Regions from separate parts of the Gossypium hirsutum genome. Here regions 1 and 2 are each linked to region 3. A link is a contact called in public Hi-C data. All regions are on one chromosome and are shown on one strand. The core of a region is the stretch at or near the end of the contact, and the rest is flanking DNA. Distances in the headings are between cores, read along the strand shown.

Region 1 (2,700 bases), core at 28-2,527, 230 kb before region 3:
TTACTTAACTACAAATCAAGGAATCAACTACTAGTTATTTTACAGAAGATTTTTTAGATTTTTATTTCACTACTATGACCCTAGCTTTCAAGTTCCAAATACATGCCCTTCAATTCTTGAAAAAAAAATTAACTTGTGAAGTACAACTCTTGTTTAATTTTGGATTCAGGTTTACAGCAAATCAGCAGTTGAATAGTCTTCAATGATTGAATAATCTTACTCTGCCAGTTAGTTAATGACTTAAGCAACTCTAAGACATTGATGTACTGTATCCTTTGTAAATATCAAAACTTGGCATCCCACAATAGTAACTCCCACCAAACCCTGTCATGTTTTCCTTTGTCTTCTCTGCTATCAGACAGAAACAGGCATGGTATAGTAACATGAAAAAAGATCAAACAGACAAATATGCTGTCACCCCAAGTTTGACAATCTAAAACTTAAAATAATCCAAAAAGGACAAATGCACATACTCCATTTACAGAGGAGAAAATTGACAATAATTAAATATAATTATATTTAGTTATCAGCACCATAAAACCTAGCTTCTAAGTCAAGCTCCTGAAAGGAAATTCATATATAAAAAGAGGGAAAAAACTTTTAGAGGGAAAAAGTTTTTTTTTAAGTGATAAAGTATTATTTTTCTTACATTTTTTACAGAAGAAGCTCGGTCATCAACGACCCCGTTCCGAAACCGCTTCCCACTACCGGAAGCTTCCTCGGGTTTCAAAAACCCGCCTTTCCCTTGCTCCAAGCTCAAGCCCAAGGGGAAAACCTGCCCATGAAACGCACCGCCTCCACCGCCGCCGATTCCACCGATATGAGCGGCGCCATCACCGGAGCTGAGCTGCAAAAACATTGGAGCTCCAGCTCCAGCAGCGGTTGCAGCCAATCCAGCGTCGGATCCAGCTAAGCCCGTTTCGGAGGGCGCAAAGTTAGGGAGGCCGAGGATTTGCTCGAGGAAATCATCGGCGGCGGGGGCCTCGTTGGTGTTATTAGCCATGAGAAAGCCGGAAAAAAGATAGCAGCGGAAAGTGAGTCCAAGTAGCGGCGATAGGGACTAACCAAAGAGCATCTACATGCAAAGGAAATGGCGAAACTGAATTGAACCAAAAAAAAATATAATAAAAAAGCAAAATAGAAAGTTTGGAGTTTTGGCTTTCCTCTTCTTTTTTTCTTCAGCTCTGAGAGAGAATCAGAAAAAGACAAATATATACAAAGAAAAAGAGGGAAGGAAAAAGGAGAATGCTTTTATATTATTTTTCTTTTCCTCTCTTTGAATCGTGGTTAAAAACATAACGCTTTTTGTTAAAGGGCTTCGAGTTTCACCTAAATTACGTGGCAACCCTTTTTTCTCTCTCTTGTTTTTTACACAGTAAATCAAGCACTTTATGTGTGTTTGAATACAGGATGCGACGTGTTTATTTTTTGATTTTACTGTTACTGTTATTTTTATATTAATTCTAATTAAACGTATAATATCATCATAATTTCTTGTTTGAATTTTGAATTTTTTTCCATTCTAAGATGATTTTAAAATAAAAAAAAGTCTTTAAAATATTTTATATTTTAAATATTGATAATAAATTAATTTAAATAAAATATTAAAAATTAAAACAATTTTATGAACGAAATTCTTGAAAAAATAAAAAGAAATTTAATTTTAATTTTTTTATATATTAGCACAATTTTATCCAATGTAGAACTATTTGTTAACAATCATAAATCTAAGTTAATTTATTGTATCACCAAAAAGGGGTTCAATTTATTTTTTAAACTTTAAATAGTATCCATCATGGGCTTTTAAATTAGATAAAAATGTTGGTTTTAAAAATTAATTCAACAAACAAATTAAATCAATTTGTAGCATATTTATTGGAATAGAGTAGTTTTGAAGAAAGAAGGGAAAACATATTACGCTTTTTTATCTTACGGTCGAATTCTCTAACGATCAAAGTGTCAACTGCCATGAAAAAAAAAACAATTAATTTTTATCTCTATAGAAACTCAAATCTTCTCCTATTTTTTTAACTAAAAACAATTAATAAATTAAACTCTTAATTTTTTTAAGTCGAGTACAAATATTAAATTTATTCATAAATTACCTTGCATATAAATATTTTTAAATACATCATTTAAAAAATAATAATTGAAATAATCAATAAAATAATATCTATTTTTTTCTTGGATCCTAAATCAGCTTCTAACATATTAATTATCATATAAATCAATCTCTTTAAAATATTATTCTAGAAACTAAAAAAATTAAAGCAAAAAATATTATAAACACTAATAAGAATATTAATCATTAAATTTTTATAATTTTTTATTATTAAAATTATAAAGATAATTTCAATTTAATTAAATTAATTTTTAAACCATAATTTGTAACACTCCTAACTTATATTCGTCGTTAGAACAGGGTTACGAAGCATTACTGGAATAAACAAATCAAAACAGACATTTCAAATTATTTAACATCCATGTCAGATATTATTCATAAAGTCCCTTATATGAGCGCTTGAGACCCAAAACATTCATTAGAAACAAGTTGAGATTAATCCAGGTACTCAGAGAATTTTTTTCGTGAAATTTCAAAATTTTTCCTAGGTGCAAGGTACACATACTCGTGTCGTCAGGCCGTGTAGCACACACAGCCAAGAGACACGCCCGTGTCTCGGGTCGTGTGAACATTCGAAA
Region 2 (2,700 bases), core at 79-2,578, 200 kb after region 3:
TCTCTTTATTCCAATAACCGAAACATATTAGCGTAGTTTGATTTAAAGAACAATTGGATTATGCTATGAAAATGTGTAATCTAATTTAAATGAATCATGTTGTTGAATTTGTTAATTATAGTTCGATCTTTCTAATTTGTAAGGCTATTAAAAAATTAAATATTATAAGTGTTTCTTAAGGTTGTTTGACTTAAAAGGGTTGATTGTATAGTTATTCTCGCAATTAATTTATAAACTCAAGAAAGATTGATGGTTTAAGTAAGAAAACATCTAAAATTCGTGATCAATTTGACACCGAAATTGACATCGCACCTTAGATTGGAAATCTCGTCATATATGTTTACTCTTGAATATTTCGAATTGCTGTTATTTACATTCCGAATTTTCTTTATATTATTTTTGCAAGATTTAAAACCCCATTTTTTTTTATTTTTCTTCAAGATTGCAAAAGTCGTGCTCACAATTGCTCTAGTTACTAAATAATTTTAGTTGATCTAATCTCTTTCAGATTTGACCCTACTTTTCTATTTATAAAATTTATTATGTTTTTTACGGGTAGGAATTTAAAGTCCATGGATTCCGCACCATCATATATTAATTATGGTTTTAATCTCTTTTACTTTTAATTTGAAATTAATGTGAATTCTCGAAGTAACACCATTAATTATTATTGTTAAAATGATGAAGTGAATTTCTCTTACAACAACTAATTTAATTAAAATATAAAATTGTTATTAATTGAATATATCTCTTAAAATTAAAATACAAATTTCTTAAACTTTAATATTTTTGTTGATACAATGTATCGTCAATAGATATGAAAGAAGGAAAGAGTGTTCTGTTTTCTGGTTTAAGAAAAGATAAGAAGAAGAAGATAATAAAGATAGAGTCTTTTTTAGTACCGTCTTTTCTCTCAAATCGAGTGTTTGGGGTTATTTAAACTATGAATATTTCGAATTGAATTTCGAATCAAGTTATTATATATTTTATTATAATTATATAACAACTTTATAAGTGGGTTTGAAAATTTATACTGTAATTACCCTCATTCTCATATGTCAACTATGAATTGAAAAGGGTAATTAAAATGCCAAATTACACTCAATTTAACGAAACCTAATAATTAATAAAATTTAAATCTAATTATTAATTTTTTTCAATTTTAATGTAGTAAAAAAATCCAAATCATAATTAAATCAAGATTGCTGCTGCGAAACAAAACTCGATGCTTGGTCGTGATTGGGCCTCGTGAGGGTAGGCAGAAATGAATGCGCATCACCTTGCAATTAAGAGAGGAGAGTAAAGGATCCACCATTCAGCAAAAAGAGCCCATTGTCTTTGTTTGCACCCTGCGATTTTCACTTCTCCTACTAAAACACAATCAAACTTCAAATAGTAAATTCTTTCTTAAATATAGGACAAAAACCAATCAAAATAATAAGCCAAAAAAGAACCCAATCCTGTGGTGCCCGTTAACTCGATTTCTCTGCTCTAGAGACTCTCTAGTCTCACCAAAGTTGCATAAAGAAAAGTAGCTAACTGCCTAGGCTTGGATCTGCGGTGCTGGACCAAGTACCATGTTTTGTGGGCTACTGGCTCTCTTCAGTGTTCACCTAGCCTAACCACCGCCCTGAACCCACCAAACCACCAGATTTGGGTGCTGGGTTTTTGTCTTTATATTTTTATTTTCTCATTTCTTTCAACTTTCAACTAAACATTGCACCTTCTTAATTTGTGGGGTTTTTTTTTTTTGGTTTGCTGCTTAATCCATGGCTTCTTCCATGCTGAATGGAGCTGAAACCTTCACTCTCATCCGAGGTGTTACCCCAAAAAGTATTGGTTTTTTGGGGTCAGGTTTACATGGGAAACAGTTTTCCAGTGCGGGTTTAATCTACAGTCCGAAGATGTCCAGGGTAGGAACGACGATAGCCCCGAGGTGCAGCTTATCAGCGTCAAGGCCAGCTTCACAACCAAGATTCATACAACACAAAAAAGAGGCCTTTTGGTTCTACAGGTTCCTCTCAATTGTCTATGACCATGTCATAAACCCAGGTCACTGGACTGAAGACATGAGGGATGATGCACTTGAGCCGGCTGATCTCAATGACAGGGACATGGTAGTTGTAGATGTTGGTGGTGGAACTGGTTTCACTACTTTGGGTATTGTTCAGCATGTGGATGCTAAGAATGTTACAATCCTTGACCAATCTCCTCACCAGCTTGCAAAGGCTAAACAGAAGGAGCCTCTCAAGGAATGCAACATAATTGAAGGTGATGCAGAAGATCTTCCTTTTCCTACTGATTATGCCGATAGATATGTGTCTGCTGGAAGGTATATTTTCAACCCCCTTTTAGGACTATCTCCTATAAGATGTTAAATACTGGTATCTTTATGGTTTGCATGTATGATTTGTCTTGAAATTGAGAGAGGGGAGGAGATAGTAGCTTGATAATGCCTCTAACTGGGAAATGGGAATATGGTATTGTGTGTTTTTCAGCATAGAGTACTGGCCAGACCCACAACGGGGGATCAAGGAAGCATACAGGGTGTTGAAACAAGGAGGAAAAGCTTGCTTAATTGGTCCTGTGTACCCTACATTTTGGTTGTCTCGTTTCTTTGCAGACGTTTGGATGCTTTTCCCTAAGGAGGAAGAATATATAGAGTGGTTTGAAAAGGCTGGATTTAAGGATGTCCAACTC
Region 3 (2,700 bases), core at 170-2,669:
AGTATCCGGTCGATCACGTCTTGGACTCGGCGGCGGGGGCTCCAGTTTCGAGTTCCGGCGAGCTCCATTTTTTGATCTGTAAGCCGGAGGAGGTGAATCGTTGCTGCTTCTCCTGATTGGTGATGATCTTTCCGGTCTAATAACAACAATTGGAGATTGTTCATAAACAAAGCTCCTTTTATTCCTTTGGTTTGGAGGTTTCGTAGTATGTAAAAGGCCTTTAAGTTGCAAAGCTTCGAGGATTCGCTTAAGATTCTCGAGATCTTTCGACGGCTCGTTAATTCCTCGGAGCTTAAGCTCTTTCTCAATCTCTCCATTGATGGAAACTGTTTGCTTTGTCTTTGGAAAGAAATCAACTGAATTGTAACAACGTTTAGTTTGAACCGTTCCTCGAACCGGAGTTTTAACTGGTTCACGTCTCACAGTGCTTGAGCCTTCTGTTCCATTTCTTATTACTTCATCTTGCTCGGCACCATTTTTAGTTACCACATTGCTCGAAATCCTCCCATTTAAATGGAAATTAATTCTATCTATAAAACGATACTGAAATAGATCTCTGCCTCTTGCTTCCGACGCGGATCTCCGGAGCTCCGCTCTTTTATTCGGTTCGGGATCTGAATCCCGTAACGGCGCCTCAAGCCCCATGAGCCTTGCGACTACGCTAGGTGAACGTCGTTGTTTGTCGATACCATCCACTCCGTCTTCTTCTCTATTGCTTTCGCATTGGTTGGAAGGTAGAATGGCGGTATTCGTAGGGACCTCTCGTGGCTTAAGGCTTCCAGTTGCATTGACCACGGCTCTGCTATCGAGAGAAAGCCTTGGAGCTTCTTTGGAGAATTTCCATGGAGAACTTGTGCCGTCTTCGTTGAATTCGAAAATTGGACGGCAGCGAGGTGACTTGTTCTGGCTCCCCATGGCAATGGAAGGTTCCGGTGACGGCAGCTTCTCTATTATTTTAGATATTGGTAGTGGTGACTCAACGTTCTTCTCTTGCTCCGATGTCATTTCTCTGGACTGAGAAAAAAAACAGTAAAATTACATTTCAGTAGAAGTCCACATGCACATCATAAATAGGGGGAAAAAAGGAAACCAACCGTCGTGGAAGGGAGGCGCTTAACAGTGTAAAGGCGTTTGCCGGCTAGAATGTGGTGACAATCAAAGATCTGAAAAAAACCAGCCATGCAACCCTTTTGTTTCTCATCTATTTTCTTCTCAATATTTTGCTCTTGCACTATCCCCGCCATCATTCAAAAAAATAAAAAAATCTCTGTTGGAACTCAACAATAATACCCCCTTCTCTTTCACTCAACTTTATTTTCTTTGAATTACTATTTTTCCATTTCTCTCTTCATCTTTTGCAAGTTTCTTGCTGTCACTGTGTGGCTGAGTTTAACCGCAACACAACAATGCAGCCTTTATATTCATACTTCATTCTCCCGCTTTTATGGTCTTTAAAAGGGTGGACCACGTTAAGGAACAAAAAGAGCAGTGGTGTGGGGACAGATGGCATCTCTCGTCACTTGTACGCAACTTGACCTTTACTATAAATTCGATGACGTAAAATTTTTATTTTTCAAATAAAATACAATATTAAATGGGTGTATGATAAGAAGTAACGACAAAATATAAATATTCAAAATATCTAATTTAACTCTTTTGTTTTTGAAAGTACAAACTATTTAATCTAAAACTTATAAACCAAGAAAACAAAAATATTATAAACTGAAAATTTGCTCCAACATTAAACTTCTACCAACAAAAAAGTTTGTTGGCACTGTCACTGGACCCCGCAGCTTGGCCAATGCTTTCTCCTAACCTGTCATTCCTTTGAACGACTAACCACTACCTGTATTGCCTCCATTTTATGTCATGCTTATAACCAGTTTTGGCCCCCGAGATGATACGATTTAAAAATGCTAATAACCATAAAATAATTATTTCCCTTTGAAGGTGCATATGAATCATTTAAAAGCAAATGAATATGGATAAGAGGGTGAAGCCATTAACGTGAATCACGATAACGTACATTGTAATGACACCTGTAATGTACACATTTAACTTACAACGTAGATAAAAATATTGTTGGGTATGGGTCCCACTATGTGGGAAACCCATATTTTCTGGCACAAATGTTTTGCCTTCCTTTTTCTTTTGTTTTTTGTCAAAAGCCAATTTTTTGGCTTATTAACGGGTTGGGCAGAAATTTTTCTGCAGAGAGCTAAAGAAAAAATAGAGAGAAAGAGAATAGAAAAAAATCAGATTTTCAAGCTTGGTGCAGCAGTGATCAACTCTTCGGTCGAAGGTCCATCCGTGGTTCGATTGAGCTGATTTTTGGACAGCAGCTAGGTGATAAGGTGTTCTTGACTTTGTACGGTCGGATTTTTCATCCGAGTCTTGTAGCGTCGGAAATACCCATTTTTCAGCAGCTACGTTTTTGGTGATGTTCTCTCATTTTTCTCTCTTTTGCTAAAGATTACATGTTGTTAGCCTTGTCGGAGTTGAATGCTTGTTGTAGGCTTGATATTGTGATCTTGTAGTTGAACATTTGATGATAGTGGAGCTCTTTATCGGACTCTAAAGTCCCGTGGTTTTTACCCTTAATTTAGAGGGGTTTTCCACGTAAAAATATCGGTGTCTCTATTTATTTTTGTTGTGGTTGCATTAGTTGATTTGTGGTTGATTAAGGTTGCTAGAGAACAT

Evidence for each region. Hi-C and Micro-C count contacts between places; a contact is called where the count stands out from the background.
Region 1: a Hi-C map of leaf shows a contact between it and region 3, with 3 times the contacts expected there. The contact joins the promoter of LOC107951039 here to the promoter of LOC107950963 in region 3. A contact is called at or near these places in 3 of 34 Hi-C or Micro-C datasets (all in leaf).
Region 2: a contact with region 3 is called in a Hi-C map of leaf, with 3 times the contacts expected there. The contact joins the promoter of LOC107902204 here to the promoter of LOC107950963 in region 3. A contact is called at or near these places in 2 of 34 Hi-C or Micro-C datasets (both in leaf).

Annotation. Positions count from the first base shown.
Region 1 is chrA08:10,693,204-10,695,903 of Gossypium_hirsutum_v2.1, forward strand. It overlaps LOC107951039 (transcription factor UNE12), which reads right to left and starts at 1,278. Exons shown (of 6, transcript XM_016885930.2): 1 at 650-1,278. The coding sequence starts at 1,003.
Region 2 is chrA08:11,123,714-11,126,413 of Gossypium_hirsutum_v2.1, forward strand. LOC107902204 (2-methyl-6-phytyl-1,4-hydroquinone methyltransferase, chloroplastic) reads left to right here and starts at 1,329. Exons shown (of 3, transcript XM_016828445.2): 1 at 1,329-2,332; 2 at 2,499-2,700. The coding sequence starts at 1,770.
Region 3 is chrA08:10,918,813-10,921,512 of Gossypium_hirsutum_v2.1, forward strand. It overlaps LOC107950963 (protein LONGIFOLIA 1), which reads right to left and starts at 1,420. Exons shown (of 4, transcript XM_016885849.2): 1 at 1,095-1,420; 2 at 1-1,014. The coding sequence starts at 1,247.